Regions from separate parts of the Mus musculus genome. Here region 1 is linked to region 2. Evidence: chromatin contacts called from public promoter capture Hi-C data. All regions are on one chromosome and are shown on one strand. Each heading gives the region's core, a stretch centred on a gene start, on an enhancer-like site or on the middle of the called end of the contact. The rest is flanking DNA. Distances are from core to core; before and after follow the strand shown.

Evidence for each region. Promoter capture Hi-C pulls out the DNA fragments that hold promoters and counts their contacts.
Region 1: a promoter capture Hi-C map of 3T3-L1-derived adipocytes shows a contact between it and region 2, with 9 times the contacts expected there. The contact joins the enhancer-like site here to the promoter of Serpinb1b in region 2. A contact is called at or near these places in 5 of 39 promoter capture datasets (the 3T3-L1 cell line, 3T3-L1-derived adipocytes, hippocampal neurons and 2 more) and 1 of 9 other capture datasets (embryonic stem cells).

The regions. Positions count from the first base shown.
Region 1 is chr13:33,950,071-33,952,770 of GRCm38.p6, reverse strand. The region is part of intron 1 of 1110046J04Rik (RIKEN cDNA 1110046J04 gene); the gene reads right to left. It also overlaps a transcript of Serpinb6a not described here. Among named protein-coding and RNA genes, the nearest start is that of Nqo2, 13 kb to the left of the region's middle. Within about 2 kb of position 1,285, at least 88 of the 459 cell types and tissues checked have an H3K27ac peak or open chromatin away from gene starts, as enhancers often do. A contact at or near this core is called in 3T3-L1-derived adipocytes, where this site is marked.
Region 2 is chr13:33,082,815-33,085,514 of GRCm38.p6, reverse strand. Serpinb1b (serine (or cysteine) peptidase inhibitor, clade B, member 1b) reads right to left here and starts at 1,412. Exons shown (of 7, transcript NM_173052.2): 1 at 1,298-1,412; 2 at 62-237. The coding sequence starts at 229.

The DNA.
Region 1 (2,700 bases), core at 36-2,535, 870 kb before region 2:
ATATTAAAGTAACTAAACAGTAAGACCTTTGGGAATTCATGGAAGTTTGTTTGTTTGTTTTTTAAAGGATTCACTCTTGTTTTGTTATTTATGTGTTTCCTTTTGAGAGAATGTCTCATGTAGCTGGAACTCAAGGATGATTTTGAGTTTCAGGTTCTACTACAGCTACCTGAGTGCCAGGAGTGCAGGTATACATACTTTCCCAGGTTTTCTATGATCAAAGTCAGTTCTGTAGAAGGGAAGCAAGCAGTCTTCCAGCTGACATACATCCCTAGCCCAGTTTGTGTTATATAAGAACTATAAAAACATCCTAAGTTTGAGTGGAGGGCTCAAATAACTAATGAAACATTTGGAATGACAACAGAAAACAAGGCTTCAGGACTCTGCCAGTACAGGCTAGATTAACTGTCCAAAGAGAGTGACTGCATGTGCTTTTTGCTGTACCAGCAGATCACATGTGATCTGCTTAATTTCCTTACTTGCTGGCCAAGAGCACAGTCTAAGCCACACCCTGTGGCTAACAGGCCGGTCATCTTAGGTTAAGTTGTCACTTGACCTTTTCTACCACTCTACCCCAACCCCACCCACCCCTTCCTAGCCTTGGCCCCACAGGGTTTAACCAGGGATCTTTCTCTCAGCAGTCCAGCCTCAAAACCCCCAATCAGACCCTGACCAAAATCCTCCTGGGCCACAGCCCGTGAAGTCCCAGGTCTACCTCAGCCCCTGTCTTGTCCCGATCCCCCTACCCAGCCTCCACCCCCAACCACCACTGCCCTCTTCTCAGAATCCCTGTCCTCTGGGATCTCAATTCTCCCAAGTATGTGACTTCATCTCCATCCTCTGGACTTCAGCCTGACTCTAGCACAGGCCCCTGTGGCTTAGTTCCATTCCAGTGGCCGTGCTGGTGTGTGAGAGCTTCTGCCTAGGATGCAGTGAGTGGGTTGTGGGGTTCAAACTCTGGATGCAGCAAGTGGGGAGTCCTGTGTGGCTGGGTTCAGGGACAGCTGGGAAGAAAGGATACTCCAGCAGTGGGGCAGAGCTAAGGGACGTGAAGTTTTCCTAAGTTTCCTAGTCTTTAGGTCATGGAAAGGAGAGGCTTCTCCATATTACCCATGTGCCATATTCCTTCAGTAATCTGGAGTCATGACTATCCTTGTCCTGGCTCTTTCCAGAGCAGGCAGATTCCTCCAGCTGATTAATCATGATTTGTCTCTGACTCACACCAATCATTTCCTCTGGGTGTCTAGAGACATGGCACTGCAACCCTGACCACCTCCCTGCTCTGCTCTCCACAGAGGTCACAAGCTCACTCCAGTGCCAAAGATCCTCCAGCACTTGCTCATTCCTGCTCTAGGCCAGACCACACCAGCTTCACCCAGCTTTCTGCCCTATTACCAACCCTGGTGCTTCAGGCCTGATCATAGAGACTCTTAACATTTGACTCCACTTCCCTGCCATTCATTCCCCTAGAAAAATCCACATATACCTATGCCTCCTCACTGTTCTTCAAGAAACCAAACCACGCCCCCACGCCCCCATCCTTCCCTATTTGAAGGCCACTGCTGTCAACATTGCTGTTCAATAGGGATTCTTCATGGCCCCAAACCACCCTGGTCCATTTTTTTTTTTAAGCACTAGTCCCTTCTCTTTGTTCTTAATAACCCATTCCTCAGTGTTTCAGGCCCCTTTGTCCTCTCCTAGTCAGCTTCTGGCTCTTTCCTCTCTATTTACCTTTGTGTACTGGCATTCCTGGGAATGTTTCTCCTCTCTGGGAAAACCTCACTGAGGCCTATGACTTCAGTCTGTATGTATTTGACATCACATTGACACTTGGTTCCTAGACCTCTCTTGAACTTCCCATGGAACTTCAATCTTTTCATGTCAAAATGGAAATTGATTCTGGACCTGGTGTCAGAGACTTGTTATCCAGCTATGTGGAAAACTAAAGGAGTTTGAGTCTATCCTGGGCTACAGACAAAATTTAAGGCCTGCCTGGGTACTTACTGAGATACTGTCTCAAAATAAAAAGTAAAACCAGGGTTAGGGATGTAGCTCAGTGGTAGAGTGCTTGCCTAATGTTCAGGAGAGCCTGCTTCAGTCCCTAGCACTAAAATAGATAGATAGATAGATAGATAGATAGATAGATAGAGAGAGAGAGAGAGAGAGAGAGAGAGAGAGAGAGGTGGGAGGATGGATGGATGGATGACTGCTGAGACAGTTTAGCTAGCTAAAGCATTTGCCTTTCAAGAATGTTGCTCAGTGGTAGAGTGGTAGAGTACTTGCCTAGTATTCAGGAGACCTTGGTTCAGTCCCCAGTACTGACAAACAAACAAACAAACAAACACTGCTAAGATGGCTTAGCTGGGTAAAGCATTTGCCCTGTAATCTTGGCAACCCATAAACTTATCTAAAGATGGAAAAGAGAGAATCAGCTGGGAACAGAGTTATCCTCTTAACTTTATGAATGCATGGTGGCATGAGCCCATCCCCCTTTCATAAATACAATGTTTAAGAATTTAGTCACTTTTCTGCTTGTCACATCCATTTACCTGCTGGACCAAGTCAGGTATCTGGGAGTCTTGCTGGAGTCCTCCTTCTGTACTCACCTAGTCTACAAGTGCCAAGGCTGTCTTAGCTACTTTTATTCTAAGAACAGCATCATTGCCCACCCCCTCATCACTCCAACTATTCTTCAGCTCT
Region 2 (2,700 bases), core at 163-2,662:
TGACTGCACCATGTCAGCAGAGATATGGCAGGGAGAGCTGGCCAGTTTGGCCTCTGCTAACCTTAGAGAGCTGGGCTGCAGTGCTGCCTTTGGCTCCCAGAAAGACCATGGCCAAGGAAGAAGAAATACTAAATGGAGAGAAGAAGATGTTTCCTGTGGGGCTGCTTTCCTTCAGTGTGTGGAACAGCTCCAAGGTGAAGAGGGTGTTCGCTGAACTCAGCTGCTCCATGGTGAAGGCTGCAACAGACAGGAGATCAGCTTTGCCAGCTACAACACTACCAACACCTATCACAGCTTTGCCACCCACCCCTAGCACCTGCAGTAGGTTAATCCGGCTCCCTCCAATTTTTCCAAAGAGGCAAGAATACTCCTCTAGGCACACAAAGCTGGGGCCAGATATGAGCAGTGACATGGCCCAGGGCCAAGGTTGTCTTATGGCTCTAACTTTCTAGACAGGTGTGTCTTAGGAGAAATTATGCTGGTGGTCCTGGCACAGTGCCCACACTACACAGCCTTCTGTCTGGAGCTCACACATCTCTCTCCCTGTGGGATGTCAGGTTCGAATTCATCTGTGCAATGAATCCAGAAAACCATATGGACCTACTCTGCATACAGGAGAATTCTCGTAAGATAACAATGTTATCATATTAGTTCTCAGTGGTTACAGTCCTCCATGCCTGAGGTCAAGGCTTTAGTCTCAGCTGGAATGAAATATGCAAATTTGGGTTTGCCACTCACTCTCCCTAGTCAGGCTATGGGTGACAGGGAAGAGAGACACTCTCCTGTGTCTATTTGGAAGGAAGCTGGTCCCTGAAGTGGGTAAGCAAGTCCTGCTTGGGACTCACTCCTAATCCATCTGGATCCTAAACTCAGAACTCCAGTTTGTCCAAGTACAGGCCATTCACAGCTGTGTATCTGTGGATGTTTAGCTACCAGGGCTACATCCAGTTATCATTTTTGAGGATCTAGGATCTCACCAGCTTCCTTCCCAACCTCCATCCCTGCAGCCAGGATTGAAGCTATGGAGCAGCAGGGCACTGTCCTCTCAGATAGAGGTTCAAAAAGCAAGCTGAGGGGAAAAACAAAAGCAAAACCATGACTGGGACAGCCTTCCTTCCTCTGGCCAAAGGCTTGGCTTTGGATGTGGCTGGGGAACCACATCGCCTTTCTTGGTCTGGTGTCACAACTAGGGTGAGGGTGAGGCATGGGGAGAGCATGCAGGTCCCAGGAGGACGTGCAGAGAGGTCTCCCACCCTCTTGCCAACCACCTTCCTGGGATGCTGCCCATGGCCCTTACCTCCTCTGTAGCAGCTCTGGCTCCACTTGCTAGAGACCTAGGAAGAAGCTCCCAAGGCCAGCTGCAGCCTTGACTCTGAAAGGAGAGTGTCTTACTGGCAAGCACAAGCTGGGAAGAGAGCTTTTTCTCCCCTGGTGAGTACTTAAAACTGTGCTTGCATGACTGACAAAATGAAAGCAGAAGATTGCAAGCGCCCACAGGGATCCATGTTCCTCCATTCCAGGCTATGCTCTACTTCTCCAAGCAGAGTACTTGATAAATTACTCCTTCCTGAGCTGTGAAAAGCCGAGAGGAAAAACATTCTCATTACCAATCAAATGATTCCTTTTTGAATTCCACTGAAAGACTGCAAAAATGCTAGAGATCCTTTTTTGTAAGGTGTGTGCATGGGGGTGTAGAGGCACCTTTGTGGCCCCTTGAATAAGGTCACAGTGCTCCAGTTTCTAGCTACACCTATGTATGAGAGAGAGAGAGAGAGAGAGAGAGAGAGAGAGAGAAGGAAGAGGAGGAGGAGGAAGAGGAAGAGGAAGAGGAGGAGGAGGAGGAGGAGGAGGAAAAAAAGTCCTTTATGTTGGGTTCCAAAGAAGCAACTGGCTAACTGTGGTACCTATTAGCACACCAAAATTCATTCTGGCTTCTATCTTCCATCAGTACCTGTAGCTCTTCTCAGTTTTTCTCACCTCTCCCCTGAACTAAACATCTCCTCCCTGGGGCCCTGGCTACTCTTCTGCAAGCTTCTCTTTCCTATGTAACCCTGCCATTTTTGGCCATTTGCTCTCTTGGCTATCTTGATTCTCTTCGCTCTTGGTCCCTTCTCCTGGTCCCCTCCCCTCTCACATCTTTTTCTCTCCTTTCCCCCATCACCTGGTGCAGTCTACTAACCATGTTTATCCCACATGGAACATGACCTCATCTCATTCACTTTACTGACCACTGCAGCCCAGTAAGGGTAATCACATTCTGTACAAACCTGACAGTTCTGGTAGTGTCTCCCATTACCATGAATGATCAGGTGGCCCTGCTAGTACTGAGTGGACTGAGCATCTGGAATCCCTGTTTCTTTTAGCCACCATTGGTATTCCTTAAAGGAAGGCGTCAGAGGAGGCTTCTTCACCAAGGCAGGGTCAGAGCTCCCATTTGGGCCACTGGAAGAACAGAGCTACAAGCAACCCCAAGATGTGTGCTCTAAAGAGCAGAGGTGGAAGAATGGCTGGCACACCAAAGCATGGTAGTCAGGAAGCTGTCCTGTCCAGCTCTACAGCCAAGCTTATTGTCCCTCAGCACTGCTGCAGGGCACTTCCTTCTGCTGCAAGTGCAGGGTTTGATGTGCATGCGCCCTAGTCAAATAGTGTCATCCCACTAGCAGGTCATTTGATGTACCATCTTCAGTTCCTGTTGGAGCC